7 separate regions of the Mus musculus genome follow, and all the other regions are linked to region 1. A link is a contact called in public Hi-C, HiChIP or PLAC-seq and promoter capture Hi-C data. All regions are on one chromosome and are shown on one strand. The core of a region is the stretch at or near the end of the contact, and the rest is flanking DNA. Distances in the headings are between cores, read along the strand shown. Region 1 holds the start of Cblb (Casitas B-lineage lymphoma b). Region 2 has its middle 470 kb from the start of Gm29686. Region 3 has its middle 390 kb from the start of Gm29686. Region 4 overlaps Alcam (activated leukocyte cell adhesion molecule). Region 5 has its middle 310 kb from the start of Gm29686. Region 6 has its middle 280 kb from the start of Gm29686. Region 7 has its middle 230 kb from the start of Gm29686.

Region 1 (3,002 bases), core at 155-2,654:
TTTCCATTACATGAAAATCATAACAATCTGAATTTAGGATTGCAGGACATTCTATGACCACTCAGGAGCCTTCACAGTAATAATTGTAGCACTAAAATACTTATTAGGGATTGGCAGAACCACTGAGACACATTTATCAGGATAGTTGGTTAGAAAATGCTTATATGTATGTATGTATGTATGTACATATGTATGCTTATGCATGTATGCACGTATGACATTTTTAAAAAGTGCAAAGTATTACACCCAGGAGCTCAAGGTGTGAGGTGTATCCATACTACCAATGACAGAGGAAATCACTCCCAGGTATGTAAACCTGGGGCAAATGGTACGAGCATGGTGAACCAAATAGAGAGAATCATGGAACTTGTCTAATGTGTGATTCTGATGACAGAAGGGCCCTGGCATTTCACTGTAAGCGTTACCAGACTGTTTTCTTTTACACGGCTATCAAGGACGGAGCCCAGAAAGAGACGAACACTGGAAGAGGATGGCAGAAACAGGGTTGTCATTAAAATGAAGATTCATCTACATAGAAGAAAAGTGACTCTGGCAAAAATCCAACAGCAGAGTTCTTTACTGGAATCCAGGGGAAAACTTGTTTGGAATATAAAGGTGTCAAACAGATTAGTAATCCCCATTGTGTGGAGTTTTTACTGTCCTGGGACGATTTACAGAGACTATTTAGCTGAGAGTTGTCAAGTATTTGCTTTCTCATCAGCCTGATGTTTGATCTGGAATCCTTCTAGAACTAATAGTAAAAGGGAAACATTTCAGAAATTTAGGAAGTTTTAGTTGGCACTCGGGTTTTACTCCTAGCCTACTCTATGTGAGGGTAACCTTCATCTTAGGAGCTATGGGACTGCTGCTCTTTATTTGACAGTCAACAAGAAACATGGTCTTGGACCTATTTGGCTGCTCTCCTGGGTAGCAGTTTGGCAGCCCTAGGGAGATGAATTTCTTAAGCCTGGGACCCGCCCAGAGCTGAAAAGCAGCACCACCCTGGCAGCCTCTACTCTGTTGCTATGAAACAAAGACTAGGAAGGTGAGTGAGGCAGGAAGTCCCGCCTTTTAGCCCCAGTTGGCTTAGACTCCCGCTCGGGGCGCTCACGCCCACCTGCGCACCCCTCATTGGTTAGCTCCCCGGCGCCTTGCTGCTACTTTTTCAGTTCCTTTCCTCGTTCCACTTTTGTTCCAGGCTAGCCTAGGTCCATTTCCCAACGAGTTCTTCTCCAAGTGGGACGCAGTGGAGTGGGCCTTCCTCTGGGGCCATTGTGTACCGTGGAGGACGTGGACTGGGGGGTAGCGCGGGAGGAGCGTCTCGTCCCGCCCATTGGCTCCGCCCGCTGTCTGGCAGAAAGCAGCCTCTCAGGATTGGTTCGAAGACTCAAGGCTCCGCCTTAGCTCCGCCCCACGCCTTGGTCTCCGGGGATGGCTCAGGGGTGGGGTGGCCAGTGAGTGGTCTCCTCCTCCGGCGGGCGCTGCGGCGGCCTCCCGAGTGTGGCGCGGGACTGCCGGGCGGGCGTGGAGCTTTTTGCACGGTAATTGCCGCGTCCCCGCGTCTCGGTGTTCCTAGATCTCGGTGGCTCCTTCCCCGGAGCGCTCTCCTAGGGCGATTCCACAGAGTCCCCACCCGAGCCACCCCAGCCAGGGCAGCGTGTGTGTGTGGAGTGGGACCCGCGATCACGCGTGGCTCGGGACGGCCGCGGTGACCCGAGTAGAGGAAGGAATGGGTCATCCCGGGGTTGGACGTCTCTTGCTGGCTCGGGGGCCCTGCAGCTGGGCGCGGGCCATCAGGGAGAGGGGACAGCCCTAGCTTCCAGCTGCTGTCGCCGCTGCGGGCCTGAGCCAAGTGGGGATTTAAACAGCAGTCCCTGGCTGGCCCGGGGCCCGGGAGGGAGCGGACTCTGGCTGATCGCCGCCGGTGGGAGGTGCGTGCTACTGGCGCTAGATCGGGCAGGCTGTGGGATTGGGAAGCCAGGACGGGGTCTAGGGCTACTTTATCTTTGCTGAGTTCCTCGTCTCTTTCCCAGACCCCTGAGTGGCGGGCTAGAGGCCCGAGCCTGGAAAGGGTACAGACGTTCTGAAACAAAGCTTTGGACCACTTGATACCGGGTAGGCAGAAGAGGGACCACCGGAGAAGTGAACTCCGCGGTGCGTGCCCGCCCTTGCCGGGTTCTCACCGCTTTTTAAGAAGGGGTTGCTTGTTGGTTTGTTTATTTGGCTCTAGGGAAAAACTACTCACCTCACTGCTTTAAAGAACTATTTGTGTGTCCGCAGCTGCTGGCTTTTGCGGGGGGGGGGGGTGTTGGGGGAATGGAGAGGGGACGCGCGCGCGCGGGGCGCGCGGGGGGGGTATCCAAGTCCTCCGCCTTTGTTGACAAGAGACGTGTCCCTTTTGCGTGTGTGGAGTACTTTGCATTTATGTAATAACTTGGCGAAATCAAACAGCGTGAAGGAGGCTACTGAAGTGAGGCTCCCAACGTGAATTTTAGGAGTTGCAGCTCTAGTATTTCGAATCTGGATTACAGCAGAAGGGGGGGGGGGGACGACATTGTGTTCTTACCTGTTAAAAGTTGTTTTGTTGATGATGTTGAGCTGTAGCTTCATAGAACACGGGCAGAGGATGCATCTTTAACTTTTAGTATTGTAAGAGCAAATCTTGTGTCATGGCTCCTAACTTGGAGGATGCCCTTACTCAGGGTTACTAAAAAGTTGAATCTGGGACCCTGGGCTTTGTCACAGAGACAGCGGAGAATATCATTAATGGGTACAAGTGAGCCTGTTCAGTTCAGGTTCCTGTTGGGGAAATACTTTCATATCCAGCTAACTTTTCCTCTCTTGAAATTCTATCTTGCAAAAAGGACTAAGATTCCAGATGGCAAATTCTATGAATGGCAGAAATCCTGGTGGTCGAGGAGGAAACCCCCGCAAAGGTCGCATTTTGGGGATTATTGATGCTATTCAGGATGCAGTCGGACCCCCAAAGCAAGCTGCAGCTG
Region 2 (3,002 bases), core at 265-2,764, 510 kb before region 1:
ATGACATTAAAAGGATAAGGCTATCAAATGACACAAACATCACATGATCAGAAAGAGCTATCTCTAATCATGGAAATAATACCATGTATCTATTCAGGAGCTGGCCCTTTCATACCCTGGTTATTTAGCATCTTTTGTTCAGATGCAAGGACCAACCCTCAAGGTGCAAGTCTGGGTAGAAACTCTTCATCTCATTCCACCTGAGTATTTCTACATTCCCTTCAACAAAAATATTGTACCTCTACAAAAGCCTTAAAATCCTCTTCTTCTCCTGTCTGCTTCTACCTATGTGTTATGAAGTAAAATGGAAACAATTACTCTAACACCAGGTTTTCAACCTAGTTCAATGCAAAGAAAGCACAGCCAACCCTTTCCAGTTTGGGTTTCAAAGCTATTGTTCTGTCTCTCTTGGGTATTTGAAGCCACTAGGAGACTCCATAAACTGAAAATTCAAAACAAAGCCAGAATTGGTATGCATCAGGATATTTTAGAAACCAATAAACTGGATGGCATCGCTTCTCATCTTTGACATATTTAGACATATTTGGCAACGATAAAATTGTCAGGCCCAGGTGTATCATTCTTCACCACAAATTGCCATTGAATAATTCCTTGATGGGGTCCCTTAGCCAGTGATTTCACTGCTGTACCAGGATGAAGGGTATGAATACCAATAAACCCGTAATTGATAAAACCATCAATCCCCATTCTTCTAGCCTCTGGGGGTGATTTCTTCATTGAATCCCAAACCTCCTTGTGAACTCGCTCTTCTTCATGGCAATCAACCAGTAAATAAGGCCTCGGATTGTTAGAAAACTGTACTTGTCATGGAACCTATATTTGTCAGATCACCCTCCCCCAGGGAGTCCCATTGATCAGGCTTTGTCTGCTTGCATTACTCAGCCTCATTAATGTCACCTCACAAGCCACAGCACTCCAGCCTGTTTAGGGTTGCCCAATAACCTGAGTCTTCCTTCTTACTCACTCCTAAGGAGCCCTTTGAGATTTGCCTCACTGAGGGTTTTGGTGGAAGAAATGGTATTTTAATGAAAGACATGCGCCAGAACATAATTATCTACTACCTAGCCTACTGCCGCTGTGGGTGGTAATATAATCCATTTGTCACCTATGAAGAAGATGACTTTTTCTTAATGGAAAATGCAAGATGGGAAAGGAAACTATTTAAGTTAAATTTGAAGAGGGGGCATTTCAAAGGGCGGTGTGAATAGAAACAATTTCTATTGCTCTTTACTTCAACAAGATTCAATCCTTGATCCATCAGGTTAGTGAGATTAAGGCAAACAGCCTCAGGAGGACAGATAGCAAAGTCAAAACAAAGGCCATGGATTGTCAAGAAAAAACATTTAGCAACAGAGGTAAATGTTTATTTGAATTGTGACAAATGTTGTTAGTAGAAGATCAAGATGTGGCAAATTTAAACTCTCTCATGGCTGGAGTCCCTGAGCTGAGAGCTGTGTGCGGGATCACTTAACTCGTGACAATGCATCCCAGAATTAAAGGTGACAGGGAAGAAAAGCAGAGATGGATGGTAAATATGCTCATTGACAAAGCTCTCCTCTGTTCTTTTTGTATTTTCCCAATGACAGCTTCCTTGAAAGAATTAAAATAAGCTTGAAATTTGCTTATTTATACCCAGTTTGTAATGCTAGGAGCGCGAGTGCACGCGCAGGCGCGCGCGCGCGCACACACACACACACACACACACACCTTACTTGCCTTTCTGCCTTATTCCAGTATGCAGCAGCTGTTCTGATTTAATTGCCTTTGCAAAGCCACAAAAGAAGTAAATGACTTTGTTTTACTTGAGCTGCAAATCAGATTCCCCTCAGCTATGGTTGGCATCTGGGTATGTGACTCCCTGTGGAAAGGCAGTATCCAATTACCACCAAACATCACTGTTTTCCCCAAGGAAACAATCAGGCACGCTGAAGCAGTACAGGGCCAAACAGTTGGAAGGGTTGGTTACCTTTGACATCTAAATATTTATTTAGTGGTAATAAGGGTAGAATAGGATCCTGGCCAGATGGAATACACCATTCAAATGGGCAGTCTCAACACCCAGGGCTGGAGCTGGTTAAAAGTGGTTTGCAGCTATATTTTAAAGAAAATCTATAATTACCTGCATAGCTCTGTTGTCAAGATTCTCTATATTATTTAGGAGAAGACATTAAGTTTGTTTTTTTTTCCAGTTTTTGAAAATATCATCTTTTTATTCATCCCCAAACAATAGCCCACTGAATCATTATGACAGTCTACACCTCGTATTCAAAATTTTAAAATCCATGAGATCCAAAAGACTAGAGTTGATTTTCATGCATTTTCTGGTGTAATTCAACCTTAGTTGAACTCAACTCACAGTTAAAACTCACCTTACCTCACATAAAGCTATGAATATTCTTCATTTATGCACAGAGTGTTTGTACTTTACAATCCAGTGTCTTTGATTACAGAACTCTGCTCTGGGTTTAGGAGGGATATTATGGTGTGTGTAGCATATGTTGTGTTTCATCTTGTCAAATTGGAAGCAGTAAGAGAGATAAAATATTTGCATTGAAGGATTCATTGAAGTGATTGTGAAACTGTATTTTTGCTGTAGTAACAGATTCTGGTTTTTCTTATAGTTATAATTATTATGTATAACATGAAAGTTTGAGTTAACAATTTACATCTTTGCCGCAAGTCACATCATTTCTGGATTGCATTTATTTAATGGCTTCAGTTTAGTTCTGAGTGGAGGAAGTTAGAGTCAAGGATACAATGGCATTTCTAGTTCATCAGCATCATATTCTTTCTAAAGAGCAAAACTTTCTGAAGCAAAAAATGAGAAGTTTTAGTGGTTGTTAAAACTGGCTTTATTATATTTTGTGATATCCTGTATTTGAAAGAAGCATGGCTTAAAGGAAAGCAAGAGCTGGAGAGATATCTTGGGAGTAAATAAGACTGGATGCTCTTTCAGAGGACTGGAGTTTGATTCCCAACAT
Region 3 (3,002 bases), core at 268-2,767, 430 kb before region 1:
CTCAAGGATTTGGTATGAAAAAAAAAAAAAAAAGAAATCAACCAAGTATAGAAAAGAAGGAGGAAGAGGAGGAAGGAAGTGAGGGAAAGCAGGGGATGGAGAGAAGAATGGAGGAAGAAGAAAGGAAGAATGGAAAGTAGAAGACTGGGGATGGGGAGTAAGAGTGGTAATTGGGGAAGGAGAGGGAGGAGAAGGGCAGTAGTTGCCCAGGACTTAAGCAAGTAAAAGGAACTCACTGAGAAGTTAGACTCTAAAACTCTTTTCAGTTATGCTCTGTGTAAAATCTAGGACGTCCTTGTAGTGATGATGAGAACCGAGTCAAAAAAGAGTAAGGTAACTCCAAAGACAAAATTAGAGAATGCAGCATGTTTGCTCATCTGAGTTTCCATGATGATTCACTTGTTTTCAACAAAGACTTCTGAACATTTTTATCTTTATTTGTAATCCTCTAATAAATTTAATCTCTGTTCTTTAAGGCAAGACATAAAGGGAATTTAGGTTTTAAAACAGTTGAAAATTGGCATGGTGACTAGAAAATTCAACTAAAGAATACATTATTAACTGAAAATCACTACTCTCTGGGTTCTAATACAAACCAGAAGGTTCTTCCATAAAATAACTTTAAATAAAATTTATTTTGCTAAAATAATTGTTTTGGTAGTACCGTGAGAAACAATAGTTTTTCCTGAGATTGCATCATCATTCTGAATTGTATGCTGGATTTGAATTTAGGGTATGTCATTGGTACAGTATTGAACTTTGTCTATTTTTTTCTTAAACTACTCCTATATGCACATTCTTTTGCTCTATACCAGAGGGAGTAATGCTGTGAGCCAAAATGCAATCAGTTCTACTTTTGAAACTCCCACAAAACCCTGCCCTCTAACATCCATTAAATATTTTATAATTTAATCTTTGGACTATACTTATGGTGAAAATTAAATCCTCCAAAACTTAATTAAGATATAATTATCCTATCATTTTATCATCTTGCAAAGGCTATTTCACATTGATAAGATGGAATCTAAAAATAAGATAAGCTGATATAAAGGAGAATTTATTTCCTTGCAATTTCTTATTTATGTTCTCATCTTTGTAGAGCATTAAGCAGCAGCAAATTTCCAAAAAAAATTATGTATTATGTGTAATCATCAATTTAGTGATTGCCTTTTTAAATGTGAGCCTTATCTTTCAAAAAAATTACATGAACATAACTGTTATATTCTAACAGTTATGCATACCCTTCATTTCTCTAATGGTCACTTAGCTAAATATCCATTTTCATCATCCCTTTTGGACTTTTCAGAAAATGTAAATAGTAACTCACAAAATACATATCATGCTTTATCATACTTTCAAGTGAAAAGAGAGAGAGAGGGAGAAAGAGAGAGATTGATATGGCAAATGAGCAAGGTCCTTTTGATGTGCTGGCTTGCCACTGAAGCCATACTTGCCGTAAAGTTTTAAGTGGTAGCACATTTTATTTTGTGTTCCTTTCTCATTACCACTAATGGACCCTTTGGATGTCTGGCTTGGCTTAGGTCCAAACAGACAACACCAGCAGGGAGCTTGTTACGTGGAGCTACCTCTTACCTTTGATGTTCATTAAACCAACCGTGTGATTGCTTTTGGAGGAAAAAATTCAACTCCCAGCACTTTAGATCTAGTGAAATGTCTCCAACATTCAGATTAAGTACTGAATCACTGAGTGTAGAAAAGGTGTAGAATAGCTGTAGAAGACCTTTTCCGTATCCCTAAAATTCTAGGTGTGTTTACAACTCTTTTTTACCAGAACATTTTTCAGAAGTGATGTGCGTGGTCTTGTAGTGAGAACACCATCACCTACTTTAATTCTTTGGACTTTCTATTTCTTTCAGCAAAGAAAGAGCAAAGATTCTATATTAAATAATAAAAGAGGCTATGCTGAAGATGATGTCAAATTTCAGTATGTACATGCCATACATCAACAGAGTTTTTCTGTTGGATCTAAGAAATTACAATTTAATGCTTTGGTGTGCATTGTGCAAGATATTGAGGATTAAACCTAGGGTCTTGCACTTGCTAAGGATGTATTCTCCTTAGTTATATTCCCACTGAGCTATATTCCCAGTCCCAAATTCAGACTTCTAAACAGAGAATGTAAACAATAAGAAAATATGTTTAATAATCCATGTTTAAGATAGTATTTTGGAGAGATGACATTTTCTTATAAAAAAAATATGATGGTATCAAGGTTTTAAATAAAATTCACAGGTGCCAGTCATCTTCAATCTTGTATAACTCACCTAAGCCAGCCTATTGGCACATCTTATAAGAAAACATCTTCCTTTCTGAGGATAGAGAAGAGAATAAATAATACAATATATACTTTTGTGTTAGACATCAGGCAAACTTGAAGATGAATTTTGAAAGAGGCAAAAATTGGTTTTTCTAAAGCCACGTCTTGCCTGAAAGACAGGGAGTTAACATACATGCTGCTAACTCTTCCATTTCTTGTAAGTGGCAGGTTTCATCAGCCTCTAAACCTTTCACTGTGAAGTCACACTTGCTTCTGAAATACCAAATGCAGCAGCCCAGGTCTTGATTGTGCTTTAACTTGGCAGGCATAAAGTGCAGTTCTGGAAGGGGCTGTTAGATAAACAATAATATTTTTTGATGGAAATATGTCACAAAAAATAAGAAAATGTGAATCAAGTAAGGAATTATTGAAAACCTATATTTTTATGTCAATGATAACATTGAAGAAATGATCCCAGGGGTCCTAACCTTGTAACTTCAGAGCTGAAATATCATACTGTTATGTAGGGGAGCTGATACAATTTGAAACATGGCTTGTGCACTTTGTAGATATGTTAAATATATCTGTAACATCAATGTTGCTAACTGTGTCTAATTTTATCTCTATGGTTATAAACTATGCCAAAAACATATAATTCATTGAAATCTTATGATTTATAGAGCAATACAATGCTATTTCCTGAAGAGTAATATGTTCTGTCTAC
Region 4 (3,002 bases), core at 198-2,697, 410 kb after region 1:
TTTCCATTGGGGTTTCCCGAGCTCAGTCTGATGGTTGTCTGTGAGTATCTGCATCTGTATTGGTCAGGTGCTGGTATGTTTTCTTAAGTAAGTATTTCTGTAGTCATGAACCTTTAGGTTCAACGACTCAATCATCAAGGCAAATCCGCAGAACTAAAAATTGTAACCTTCCATTCTAACTACTTTATGGTTAAGGAATACAAGGGCACTCTCACTAAATTTATCAATGATATTCTTCTTTCATATGAATTCCTAAGTTGAAAATAATTATAAAAATTTTTACCCAGAGTATGCTACAATAGAAAATATTTCAGGTAGAAAAGTGACTATCATATTTGGCAGTGTTATAAAAAAAAATAGTGGCGCCTGATCTTTCTTTGAAAAGTGTCAAACTACGTCAAAGGACTAGCTTTTGCTTTCATCTGCCAAATGGATTTTTAGCTGTTATCAGCCCGTTATTCTCCTTCCCTCCCTTCTCCAGGCTTTCTTCCTTACAGACAGGTATTACGTTTAATTAGTTGTAGTATTTCTTTGCAAGCCAACTCCAACTTGTATACAGCTTTATTTAAATTGTGAAAAATGCAGTAAAGCATGGTGAAAAAATTATTTCGCTAGAAGTAGAGGCACGTGCTAGTAATTGCAACTCTAAGGAGATTGTGCAACAGCATTGTCCAGGCCAGCCTGGGCTACATAGCAAGCCCCTGTCTTAAAGAGAAAAATGGCAAATCATTTAAAAATATGTAGCTTTAGTATGGTATAAGGAAGAGCTTACTCCACTCCTTGTCTAATCTAATTTCACACTCTGCTTGTAACATTTTTTTTATTTCAATATTTCAATTATTTTATTTATGGTCCACTCTCACTCCGTATCTCAATCTGTAAAGCTTTCCATGGTTAGCTCTTAATAATACATAGTTATGAGGGCAAATAAAGTGCAAATAATACGGAACCGAGATGATGAAGTGATTATTTTTATATGGCAGAGGAAGAAAATCACACAATTACCATGGAAGAGAGCCAACTAGGCTACAGTCTAATATCACTGTTGAACAATACTTTGAGAAGAAAAAAAAAAACCACAGTGACTAACCCAACTAAGTACAAGAACTAAGCCGAGTCTTTTGTTCCTCCTCCAATCTTTCCTGTCACCATATCATCAATCACTGAGTAGCCAGGAAGCTTCTATGATTCAGATTCATTATAGACACAACAGCGATAAATCAACATTCACTTTATGTGTTTCCTAGTTAAGCCACTGAGTAATGAGGTACATGGAATGTTTGCATAAGGTCAGTTTTCTAAGTTTTTTTTTTCATTTTATTACGTGTGAAAAAAAACCCTTTAATAATACAGATTTGGGGTTCGTGAATATGCACACTAAGCCTGCAGTTAAGTCACTAGTACACTCTTTTAGATGTCCTGAAACATCTAAAGCGGAAAAGCTAACAGATTGGGCAATATTTTCAGAAGGCAAAATAATCAAGAAAAAGTAAACAAAGAGGACTTTACATTTCAAGTGCTTGAGCTGTTTCAAGTTTCTCTCTCTCTTTTTCTTTCTTTATCTCTTTTCTCTACCTTTTTTTTTGTAGGAAAATGGAATTCTTTACTATATTTTTATTTCCTCCTGACATTCCTGTAATAACCTCACTTGGAAGCATCCAGAGTGACTACTACTGCCTACCACTGTGGAAAACACAATTACTCCCAAGTTATTCTAGCCTCTCATGGAGAGATCACCAAACTTCTATTTCAGAAAGTGAGCCATGGTAAAAATAAGAAGGCAACTAACACTTTATCAGCTTGAACTTTCATCAATTAATACGATTTTAAGTACAGGCAGATTGAAACTTGGAAAAGATAACGTTCACTGGTTAATTTGCTCAGACTGCCTTTGATTGCTTCCGGGTCAAAGTATGAAGTTTGGAACGAAAGCATTTGGAACCGTAGCCACTGAGCTTAACAAAGAGAAGAAAGGTGTCATTTCTTACCTATCTTGTCTGCATAACTGTGCCCACAAGTGTCTCTAGCTTGGTAATGGGGAATCTAACTTAAGTTTACATGAAACTCTAGCGTTTTAAAAGAAAGCTCCACCATTCTCAAGGAAACACAAACAGATGTTTGCTCTGGGATGAGGAATCAAGGTCTAAAGGCTAGCGCGGGGAATCATGGGAAACAGAGGAAAGAGATAAGAATAAAGTGTGCAGAAAATAGAAAACTATACAAAAACTCAGTGTGAGGAGTAATGCTCTTAGCTCCTGAAAATGATTTAATTAAGTTCTACTTATGAATAAATCCAGATCCTAGCCTCTGTTTAAGCACTGAGGACGACCTGAGCCTCTGTGAAGTCAACTCAGAACAGAAAAAAGCAACTTTCCTAACCAGACAGGCTTGGTGGCAGCAGCCTCTGTGCACTGAGATAGCCTACCTTTTATTTTACAGACAGGCCTTAAACCAGTTCCTTCCTCAGCAGCTCCAGTGTTAGGACCATAGGCCTTACCCAACATGTCCAGTCTTGTGTATTTTCTGAAGGTTTGCTTTTCAGTCTTCATTACAATTCATTTGCAAATTGTAACATCAGATTTTTTTTTCCCAACTCATATTTTATTGTACTATATTTGATAAGTTTTAGGGGTAAATGTGTTTATGTGCCCACATGACTGATTAATTTGCTCATGAAATCTCTGACTCCAGCAAGTTGTCCTCATAGGCAACTACACTTGTATTTAGATGCACACACACACACACACACACACACACACACACACACACTAAGAAAATATAAACTAAAACTTAAAAAAATAGAAAAAAATGAATTTCAGGCATTCTTTGCTAATTCTAGTCATGTGCTGCTAATCGGAAATAGAAATATACTTAGTTTGACTTTTCAGAAACCTACAGACACAAATAACCTGACATTAATAAACAGACCATGCAAAACAGAAGAATGTTTTTGCAAGAGCATTTGCCTATTTATCTAAGCTGTTTATTCTGTTAATCTGGAT
Region 5 (3,002 bases), core at 178-2,677, 360 kb before region 1:
ATATCAATTGATGACCTTAAATACACTGGAGGCTCTGCCAGATGCTGACCAATACAGATGTGGAAGCTCACAGACAAACATCAGACTAAGCACAGGGACCCCAATGGAGGGATTAGGGAAAGGACTGAAGGAGTTGAAGAGGCCTTATCTGGCAACAATGGGAGGGGAGGCCCTGGTTCTGTGAAGGCTCGACGCCCTAATGTAGAGAAATGCTAGGGCAGTGAGGCAGGAGTGGGTAGGTGAGTTGGGGAGCACCCTCAGAGAAGCAGGGTAAAGGGGGATGGAATAGGAGGGTTGCAGATGGAAACCCGGAGAGGGGATAACATTTGAAATGTAAATAAATAAAATATCCAATTAAAAAAAAAAAAAACGCTGAAGCTTTCTTCATGTTGCTATCTTCAGAATGACTATAGATGTTTGTTCTTTACATAGCATGTCTGTAAAGTAGGGACTGTTTCTTTCAGATGCCACAAACTTTTCTTTTCACTGATCTAATAATACTGGGCAGAAATCCATGAGATTACTTTTATACTGAGTTCATAGGACTGACATTGAGGTTTTATATTAGCCTAGGTAGCTGTCATTTCTGGCTCACTGACAAGCAGGTTTCCTTAGTATTAATGTGAGTTGCACTGAATTAGAGTTATCAGTCTGATATATACTAATCTAGAAATATTTATTAAACATCTATTCAATATTTCGTAATAGCTCAGTCCTCAGCAAGCTTGAAAACCTCACATAAGACAAAGGTAAATCCATTGAGAACAGTTCGTTGAGAGTTTTGGGGGCTGGTATCCCTCAGATGTGATGGAATTCATCTTCATCTGCATGTCCAGGTCATAGCACTGACCATGAACTTCATGCAGACAGGAGCTGATTGATTCAGTGTCCTGTCCAGTGACAGGACATCACAGGACCTACATCGCAAGTGTCAGTTCTTCTTTTGTTTTGTTTTTTTAAAAAATAATCTTGATGGAAGCACTTTTTGAAAATCAAATCAGTCGGGTTGTATGTATTTTAAAAATGGTAAACCTCTCTATGAAAAATTGTGTATTTATGCAAATGTGCTATGAGAATCCTCGTAGTGGAGCAACTCTGAGTCTAGAAACAAGGATCATAGATGATATTTGGTTTCCTCTGAACGTCTGATCTCTAAGACTACATTTACAACTCCCTCTGTGACTTAAGGATGACATCCACCAGTGCCAATTTCAATATTCCCCATCTTTGTAGCAAAGCATTTGATTGTGGCATACAATATGGTAGGTTAATGATTCCTAGACCTTCCTGCATAGAAAAGAGTAATGCTTTAAGAAAAAAATAGAAACAAAGCAGAAAACTGATGTGATCGATAACACAACTACCCCCAATCACCCAGTTTCCTTCCAGTTAACCAAAGTGGAAACTATGAAATACAACCTCAGAAGCAATAGCAACAGCACTTCCTGCCTCTTAGCCTTTCCCAGCCTCAGTCTGTACGTCAGCAAAGTTCTAAGTCTTTCAAAGCTTTCATCTTTTCCTTGCTTTCTAACCTGAGTTTGATCATTTTCTCTGTTATGAAAGATTACATGCTACAGTCATTTCCTTTGGCCATCAATGGGAGGAGAAGCCCTTGGTCTTGCGAAGATTATATGCCCCAGTACAGGGGAATGCCAGGGCCAGGATGCGGGAGTGGGTACGTTGGGGACTTTGGTCAGGGGGAGGGTATAGGAGACGTTCAGAGAGGAAACTAGGAAAGGGGGATAACATTTTAAATGTAAATGAAGAAAATATCGAATAAAAAATAAGAAAGAAAGACAGAAAGAAAAGAAAGAAGGAAGGAAGGAAGGAAGGGAGGGAGGGAGGGAGGGAGGGAGGGAGGGAGGGAGGGAGGGAGGGAGGGAAGAGGAGAAAGAAAGAAAGAAAGAAAGAAAGAAAGAAAGAAAGAAAGAAAGAAAGAAAGAAAGAAAGAGAGAGAGAGAGAGAAAGAAGGAAAGAAAGGGGATGCTGTAAGCAAAGAAAAATTTCCAACATTCTCAATAGATTTAAGAGTTTGAATAAGGAAAAAAGCCAAGAGATCTATTTTATTTGCATTTCTCCTTTATTCTCACTTTCTTTCTATCTTGAGGTATCTCTCTCTCTCTCTTTTTTTTTAACCTAAGTTGATTTCTAACAGGTAAACTTCAGCAGACCTTGACTTCAAGTACGAGAGACTCCTTTCAAAGATACTGTAAGTTTCCTTCACAAATACATGTTTGTAATTGGATCTGTGTCCTTTAGTAATAGTGGATCCAGATGGCTGCTTGTAGAGGAAGCAAGAATTTCCGGCTCTGAGATGGTGCAGTAACAGCCCTCCCCCGACACTCTTAAGTGGGAGGACTGTATGCTTTGAACTTTCTGATTGATTAGGTATTAGAATACTGGTTTAAACAGGCTTCTTTGTCGGGGTATCTACAGCTGGAGCTCTTACTGGGTGCACAGACCCCCATGAGGAAGGTACCAACTGTGATTTTCTTTGGGTACCACAGTTAGCAACCAGTGATTGTTAACTGGCAATCTCTAGTGCATTCATAGCAGACTAGAAGTCATTGACATAAAGTTGAAGGCCCAAGTTTCAACCTATGAACTAATGGATGCTAGGTAAAGTTACCAAACACACAAGGAAATTCAAGATGCAAAGAAAGCTCCACAGTAAACTTTGTACTTGAACTTGCCTCCTAAAAACAACAACAAAATCAAAATATCTCTCTCTCACAACGCCTGTGATATTGGCAAATTATTTATAAAACCCATTATATAAATCATAAGATTGATGTTTAGAATTTGAGACCCCAAGCAGCTGTCCAGTGATGTATCCATTATCTACAGGTACCATCCTCATCTTCTTCCTGAATAACAGGCTACATCAAAATAGAGTAGTAGGAGAATATAAGTCCTAATAAAAACAGTAATGAAAGAACAATAGTAAAGCTTTGTACATTCTGTTTGCACTGAGTTTGGCCACTTAAGACTTTTATTCTCTC
Region 6 (3,002 bases), core at 248-2,747, 330 kb before region 1:
AGCTTTTCCAGACAACTCCCTATCTTTCCACATTGAGTAGTTTTCCCGGAGTGTCTGTTCATGTTGTAAATATACCCACTGATCTAGTCTGCTGTTGCTACCCTTCCATCCTTCCTTGTCTGAGTACTGTTACTCTAGTTGGCTACTTCTAAATGCTCATAACAGCCCATTCATGGTGCCAATATAGTTTCCTAACATTCTTGTCCCATTCCACTTATAGATATTCACAATTGTTTTAGCAACAATGTGACCTTACCCTTTTCTTCTGAATCCTTGACCTACCTCATTGATGAAATACTGAAATTCTTTCATCTCTCACACAGCCTGTCATAACCTGTGCCACCAGGCTTACCTTACGTAGTGTGCTCTTGGCTTGCATGTTCAGCAGAACAGCACTCATGGATCCAAAGGCTGCAACCAACTTCCACCCTCTCTAGACCTGATTTATTCATTGTACAGGATCAGAAAACAACTTTTTCAGAAAGTCATTCCTCTATCACACTATCTCAGACATTCTATATCTTAGCCATCACCACACTGGATGATGATCTGATTAATAATTACACTACCAAAGCTCAGCACTCTCAAATAGTAAACAAACATGTATGTATGTATGTATGTATGTATGTGTATATATGTATGACATATATATACATATTCTGAATAAACTAATGAATTCAATGGCTTATAAAATATCAATGAATTCAAGACCAGCCTGTTCTATATTGAAAGTGTGCACCTTATATTCAAAATAAAATGCTTGATTCTTGACCCTAGGTATGGGAAATCTTCAAAATGCCTCAGAAACTCGTATAGCAGGAGTCCGTGGCACATTTTCACACTTATTTGACATTTTTCTTTTATTTATAACAAGCTACTGCTAGCATAAAAATGCCAAAACTAATGCTGGGGGCTACGGTTTTATTTCTAATTCCAGTTTTCTAAGGGTTTTGTGTGATCTTCATGTTCTCATCTATTTTCAGCCTTCACCACTTAGTATTGTCTAAAATCCCAGAGTATCACAGAAATCATAAAACTGTAAGTTTCTTCTCTCATAACGAAGGCACGTGAATATTATTTATTTCTCAACACTTGCAGATGCCACATCAATAAGAGGAAGGTAAAAAAATCAGTGCTTAATCTTTAACTGGATGTGGATTCTATGTACCTCCTATCATGTGACATGTGCACGGAACTCACAGTTAATGCTTATCCCTGCCTTGCTCGTGTTCTTTTACCTTTATCAGATCATTTTGGCTATTGAAGATCTTTGAAAAATATGATCTACGTGCCCATTGGTGTATGCTTGCTTTCAAGACAGGTCTGCTCTCACCTCTGTAGGTGTTGCTTACAGTGACCTTTCAGTTGAGAACTGGAATGACTCTTTTATTCTGATGAGTACATTTATTTATAGAAAGATGCCAAGCAAGGCCACACTTGAAAGCTGAGACGGGACCTTTAAAATGCACAGGAAAGAATAGGCATGTAACTGGTGACACTTTCAGGTTGAGGTTCTCTCACATGTGGTTTGTCTAAAAGGAAATAGTGGAGACACCTAAGCTGTAACCTAAATTCTCCACTATATATCTAAGGTTTTCTCTCAGGGACCACCTTGGTGTGGAAAACTGAATCACACCCCCATTTTATCTGAAAAATAAAAAAAATGATTAGAAACCAACAGCGCACTTCTTCCAGGCAGTTAAGGGAGGTACCCATTTGAGTGTCTAATGTGTGACAGAAAACAACTGTCCTTTCTTCTCTTTCTGTAGCATAGAAGTTTTCTTTTTAAAAGCAGGAGGGTGCTTAAAATTGCTTAAATATTCTTCAATACATTCTTTCAAAACTTGGAGAATTTGAGTGTTTGCATTTATTTAAAAGGTGAATTTGGGAGCAAGGAATTTTATCCAAATCTCTCTCTCTCTCTCTCTCTCTCTCTCTCTGTGTGTGTGTGTGTGTGTGTGTATGTGTGTGTGTTTAGTACTAAATTCAATGTTAAGATTGAAGTATCCAGTGTATTGGTTCTATTTGCAACACACACACACACACACACACACACACACACACACACACACACACACACACTAAAAAAAAAAAAAAACCACATATATCTTGCAATAGAAAAGCATTGTAAACAATTCAAAATAATGAATGACTATAAAGCCTCGGTTAGAATAAAATTAAATCACTGACATTTGGAAGAGACAGCTAGCTAAATTTTAGCCTTAGGTATCATTCAAAATTAAATTCTCTGGCATAGGTCTCTTTGCAAATAAAGATATACCCTCTGAATATAATGACTTCATTCCATTTAATTGATACTTACACAAAGAATTAGTTTCATTATTGCCACATAAAAGAGCGGTGGCATCATTTGGGAATCAACAATATGGACTTCAAACTCCTTTTTCTGATATGAAACCCTGGTCCCATCACTTGTTAATTGGGGGCCTGAATAGGTAGTACAGACTCTCTCTACTTCTCTACTTCAGTTTTCTTATTGGCAAAGTGAATATGTCATTGATCTAGAATTTTAAACAGTTTAAGTACAAAGCATGCATATTAATAATACAGTTTGGTTATTATTTTATAATAAAGTTTGGTTCTTAAATATTTACTGTATAAAAAAAATCAATGAGTTCATGTAATGCCTATACTGGTGTTCATGAGATGTACCACCTCTTGTGCAAGAGTGGCAATGAGCTGGATGCACGATGATTTCCAATTTCTCATTGCCTGACATGGGATTATACATTCACTGGATTTGATTTCCCTCAATTGGTTGCTCTAGCTTGTCCAAACTGTGCAGGGTTGTTCATTATAACCCACTGATAATGCCTTTGAAAAAGCTTCCTTACTCATGCCTGTACAATGTACTTCCTGGGATTATTCGTATCTCAGAGCTTAGTACTCCTCTAATGAAGACACAGCTATGGATATGATAGAGAAGGTACATAAGCAAGATAGGCAACCTACAGGTTTTATGTGTTGAGAGTCTAACTTAT
Region 7 (3,002 bases), core at 285-2,784, 270 kb before region 1:
TACAAAGCCTACCTTTGCACAGTAAATTTCAGTCAAAGACCACCAGAGTTTTGACAGCAGTCCCATGTAGTCCCATTGGAGCAGGACTATAGCTGTATATAGGACCTACTTGAAAACCCAAGTTTAGTTCTTCAAACTCACATAGAAAACCATGCTTATAGCCTTAGCTACAAACATAAGGTAGAAAATGGTGAATCCTAGCATCTTTGGTGAGTTCCAGTCCAATGAGAGAACTAGCTTAAAATAAAGTGAATCGAGCCTGAAAAAAACACAGAGGTTGCCCTAGGACCTCCATATGTACACACAGTGTATGCACAACCACATATTCTTCACACAAATATAGATATTTCATACACACACACACACACACACACACACACACACACACACACACACAAAGAAAGTCAACTACTGCTCTCATAACCTCATAGCACCTAAATATGAGAAGACATTGAGGAAGAGTGGAAAGAAGAGGGGAAAGAAAGATTGTAAAAGCTGTTCTCAGACAGTGGGTTGTGACCATTGAAAAACACTTATTTCCCATGGTCTTAGGAACTCTAAGCCTTGAGTTTATTTTTTTTTATGGTTTTAGAGCTTTATTATAGAAAGGTGGGGGAAAGAGAAATCATAATTATATTAAAAGCTAAAGACATAACAGAATCATTCTTTTTAAAATATTGTATTTTTAATTACTGTGCGAGTATGCATATCTGTGTGTGTGTGTGTATATATATATATATATATGTATATGTATATATAATAGTATATAATATATAAACACTACACACACAATATAAAATCTTATTTATATCACACACTCAAGGAAATGAGACACAAATTTCGATTGCAGAAAAAGATGGAAATTCTTACACTATCAGGAAATGTAAGGCGTTATTTGCAGTTTCTTTGAGGGCAGGTTAATGTATCCTACTACAAGCCAAGGCCTCTGTTGCTGCCACTTTTACATATTTACATATGCAAAGAATGAATGTACTATACACTTATCCATTTTTGTAGAGATAAGGCAATGGCATCAGATGGGACAGTGCTGTCCTCCACTGAAGGGTTCGATCCCCTGTACCTTTATTTATCCCACTGACATTCATTCTGCCTGCTACTTTAGTACGCATACAGCTAGCACAGAACATACAACATGCAACACCCTGGGTTCAAATGAAACTGAAATGTTTGAGTAATTTATCAGTCAGTTTTTGAGACTGACTTCCTATTTAATATCTAAACTACAAGTTTAGCCCTCATAGAATAACTTTATTCTCTTTCCTAAGCTGGCGAAGGAGGGCAGGGGCTTTTTGTATTTTTCTTATACCAGCTGGTAACCTGCTAGCTGCTTTGTCATCTATCTTTAAGCTTTAAGCCATTCCCTCCCCCTCCCCTCTCTCCATATAACTGCCTTTCAGTAGGCAATTATAAAGGTTTTCTGGCTTGGCTGAATCTGAGTCACCAATGTTTGTCTTTCAATGTGTCCCTGTAGCCCTCGAATTTCCAGACTCCATCTGCTTTCTATTTCGATTCATCCAAACCCTCTTTTCATCTAAGTCCTTGCAGCTCCTCCTCTATAACCTCAGTTTATCTGAGCTTCCCCGGGGGAAATCTGTCCTGGAGGTCACCAGTGTTTAGTTCATTTCTGCATAAAATGGTCACTGCAGTATTCTTTAAGCCTACTTCACAAGGAAATTGTCTTTCTTGCTCACACGCAGTAACATCTTTCAAAGGCATCCTGATTTAAAATATATACCTACGTAAAGCAAATGGAGAATAGTGCATAGCTCAGATATCTTCTCTGACTTGGCTCTTTGCATGTTAATTCCAGATGGGAGGAGAATTCCAGAAATCATTGTTCTTTATCTTCACCATCTCTATGTAGACAGAGTGACAGATGCAGGATACACTCATAATTTAAATGTAAATGTTAAGATATTATGTCTCAGCTGAAACTATTTACCAGATGAATAAAAATAACACATCTTAATGTGGTAAGCCACTTCATTAAAACTGTATAATTCTACATTATCTGCCCTTCCCCCTACTCCCCGATCTTACAAGAAGCCAAACTACTTCAGAACAAACATCGCCTCCCTGTCTATCGGATTTAGAGTGCCAACAGAGTTTCTTTGCTTTGCTTTAGAACGTATTTATTTTTAGACCTTTCAATCCGCGATTGCAAACAGATGTGCTCTTTTTTTCTCCCCCATAGAAGAAAATAAATAACCAAGGTTGCAATTCTCTTTTAAAACTTTTTTTAAGTAAAAGAAAAACAATAGGAGTTTTATTTCAGGATTCTGCTCTTGCCAAGCATGCAATCTGTAAAACATTTTGCCCTATTGGTTCAGGATGGGGGAAGACATCTGTGCACGAGGCAACAATCTGTTCTTTTGAAACACAATTTCATTTCACAGAGCTTTGATCTGTTGAGTGTAAACACAATTTTCTGAAGCTGCTCATTCAGAATCAGAAATATTGACAATCTGAAGTCTCATCCCTAAAGACAAAGTTTTAGGCCAAAAATAATAACAGCTAATATTTATAGAGCTTCACAGTGGGCCAGATGCTAAGTTGAGCTACTACATTCAGGCAATTCCAGCTGCTATGTTCTTTTGAATATCAGCATCAGTGTCAGCTTTAGACATATTTTATGGACAAGAACACGAAGAAACAAACTCTGCACAGATCATTCGTATCATTAAATTCACAACCAGGTACTAGCTCAATGGTTTGCCTCTTAACATAGGTATCTTCCCCTAACACATGCCACTTCCCTCAACCAACGTGTGCTCTGGACTACACACATGAGACCTCACTGTGAGATTAGAATATAGCTACAAATGTTCTTTTAGAGTTTTCTGGGAGGTCATTTAGAAGAGGTAACATGTGGAAATCCATCTATTGCATGCACAAGATCTAGGCATCCTATTACATGTTTTTCTAGGAAAACAATTCCAGTGAATGAGAACAATGGTATAACAGACATGTTGATGGCTCCC

What was found. Promoter capture Hi-C pulls out the DNA fragments that hold promoters and counts their contacts. A called contact is a pair of places that touch in the nucleus more often than the background predicts. HiChIP or PLAC-seq counts read pairs in DNA pulled down with a chosen protein or histone mark.
Region 2: an H3K27ac HiChIP or PLAC-seq map of differentiating embryonic stem cells shows a contact between it and region 1, with 4 times the contacts expected there. The contact joins the enhancer-like site here to the promoter of Cblb in region 1. A contact is called at or near these places in 5 of 39 promoter capture datasets (the 3T3-L1 cell line, 3T3-L1-derived adipocytes, cranial neural crest and 2 more), 1 of 15 datasets of contacts at CTCF or cohesin (pro-B cells), 1 of 484 Hi-C or Micro-C datasets (the N1E-115 cell line) and 6 of 115 datasets of contacts at active chromatin or transcription factors (bone marrow-derived macrophages, differentiating embryonic stem cells, embryonic hindbrain and 3 more).
Region 3: a contact with region 1 is called in an H3K4me3 HiChIP or PLAC-seq map of embryonic limb bud, with 2.4 times the contacts expected there. The contact joins the enhancer-like site here to the promoter of Cblb in region 1. A contact is called at or near these places in 2 of 39 promoter capture datasets (cranial neural crest and hippocampal neurons), 5 of 115 datasets of contacts at active chromatin or transcription factors (bone marrow-derived macrophages, embryonic hindbrain, embryonic limb bud and 2 more) and 1 of 9 other capture datasets (adipose tissue).
Region 4: a contact with region 1 is called in a FOXA1 HiChIP or PLAC-seq map of pancreatic cancer cells. The contact joins the enhancer-like site here to the promoter of Cblb in region 1. A contact is called at or near these places in 2 of 39 promoter capture datasets (liver and pre-B cells), 5 of 484 Hi-C or Micro-C datasets (Sertoli cells, cerebral cortex, embryonic stem cells and 2 more) and 2 of 115 datasets of contacts at active chromatin or transcription factors (embryonic forebrain and pancreatic cancer cells).
Region 5: a contact with region 1 is called in a Hi-C map of Th2 cells, with 1.7 times the contacts expected there. The contact joins the enhancer-like site here to the promoter of Cblb in region 1. A contact is called at or near these places in 2 of 39 promoter capture datasets (3T3-L1-derived adipocytes and hippocampal neurons), 1 of 15 datasets of contacts at CTCF or cohesin (pro-B cells), 4 of 484 Hi-C or Micro-C datasets (CD8 T cells, Th1 cells, Th2 cells and 1 more) and 8 of 115 datasets of contacts at active chromatin or transcription factors (CD8 T cells, the NIH/3T3 cell line, bone marrow-derived macrophages and 4 more).
Region 6: a Hi-C map of CD8 T cells shows a contact between it and region 1, with 4 times the contacts expected there. The contact joins the enhancer-like site here to the promoter of Cblb in region 1. A contact is called at or near these places in 1 of 39 promoter capture datasets (hippocampal neurons), 3 of 484 Hi-C or Micro-C datasets (CD8 T cells, Th1 cells and pre-hematopoietic stem cells) and 8 of 115 datasets of contacts at active chromatin or transcription factors (CD8 T cells, the SCID.adh cell line, bone marrow-derived macrophages and 4 more).
Region 7: a promoter capture Hi-C map of hippocampal neurons shows a contact between it and region 1, with 5 times the contacts expected there. The contact joins the enhancer-like site here to the promoter of Cblb in region 1. A contact is called at or near these places in 2 of 39 promoter capture datasets (cranial neural crest and hippocampal neurons), 2 of 15 datasets of contacts at CTCF or cohesin (CD8 T cells and pro-B cells), 4 of 484 Hi-C or Micro-C datasets (CD8 T cells, adipose-derived mesenchymal stem cells, uterus and 1 more) and 5 of 115 datasets of contacts at active chromatin or transcription factors (CD8 T cells, bone marrow-derived macrophages, differentiating embryonic stem cells and 1 more).

The regions. Positions count from the first base shown.
Region 1 is chr16:52,030,145-52,033,146 of GRCm38.p6, forward strand. Cblb (Casitas B-lineage lymphoma b) reads left to right here and starts at 1,405. Exons shown (of 18, transcript NM_001033238.1): 1 at 1,405-1,541; 2 at 2,865-3,002. The coding sequence starts at 2,879.
Region 2 is chr16:51,520,032-51,523,033 of GRCm38.p6, forward strand. No RefSeq gene overlaps it. Among named protein-coding and RNA genes, the nearest start is that of Gm29686, 470 kb to the right of the region's middle. Within about 2 kb of position 1,515, at least 15 of the 459 cell types and tissues checked have an H3K27ac peak or open chromatin away from gene starts, as enhancers often do. A contact at or near this core is called in second pharyngeal arch cranial neural crest, where this site is marked.
Region 3 is chr16:51,597,119-51,600,120 of GRCm38.p6, forward strand. No RefSeq gene overlaps it. Among named protein-coding and RNA genes, the nearest start is that of Gm29686, 390 kb to the right of the region's middle. Within about 2 kb of position 1,518, at least 1 of the 459 cell types and tissues checked has an H3K27ac peak or open chromatin away from gene starts, as enhancers often do. A contact at or near this core is called in embryonic limb bud, where this site is marked.
Region 4 is chr16:52,437,269-52,440,270 of GRCm38.p6, forward strand. The region is part of intron 1 of Alcam (activated leukocyte cell adhesion molecule); the gene reads right to left. Among named protein-coding and RNA genes, the nearest start is that of Alcam, 14 kb to the right of the region's middle. Within about 2 kb of position 1,448, at least 30 of the 459 cell types and tissues checked have an H3K27ac peak or open chromatin away from gene starts, as enhancers often do. A contact at or near this core is called in liver and pancreatic cancer cells, where this site is marked.
Region 5 is chr16:51,673,849-51,676,850 of GRCm38.p6, forward strand. No RefSeq gene overlaps it. Among named protein-coding and RNA genes, the nearest start is that of Gm29686, 310 kb to the right of the region's middle. Within about 2 kb of position 1,428, at least 36 of the 459 cell types and tissues checked have an H3K27ac peak or open chromatin away from gene starts, as enhancers often do. A contact at or near this core is called in CD8 T cells, Th1 cells, Th2 cells and 5 more, where this site is marked.
Region 6 is chr16:51,703,769-51,706,770 of GRCm38.p6, forward strand. No RefSeq gene overlaps it. Among named protein-coding and RNA genes, the nearest start is that of Gm29686, 280 kb to the right of the region's middle. Within about 2 kb of position 1,498, at least 27 of the 459 cell types and tissues checked have an H3K27ac peak or open chromatin away from gene starts, as enhancers often do. A contact at or near this core is called in CD8 T cells, the SCID.adh cell line, Th1 cells and 3 more, where this site is marked.
Region 7 is chr16:51,757,082-51,760,083 of GRCm38.p6, forward strand. No RefSeq gene overlaps it. Among named protein-coding and RNA genes, the nearest start is that of Gm29686, 230 kb to the right of the region's middle. Within about 2 kb of position 1,535, at least 28 of the 459 cell types and tissues checked have an H3K27ac peak or open chromatin away from gene starts, as enhancers often do. A contact at or near this core is called in hippocampal neurons and uterus, where this site is marked.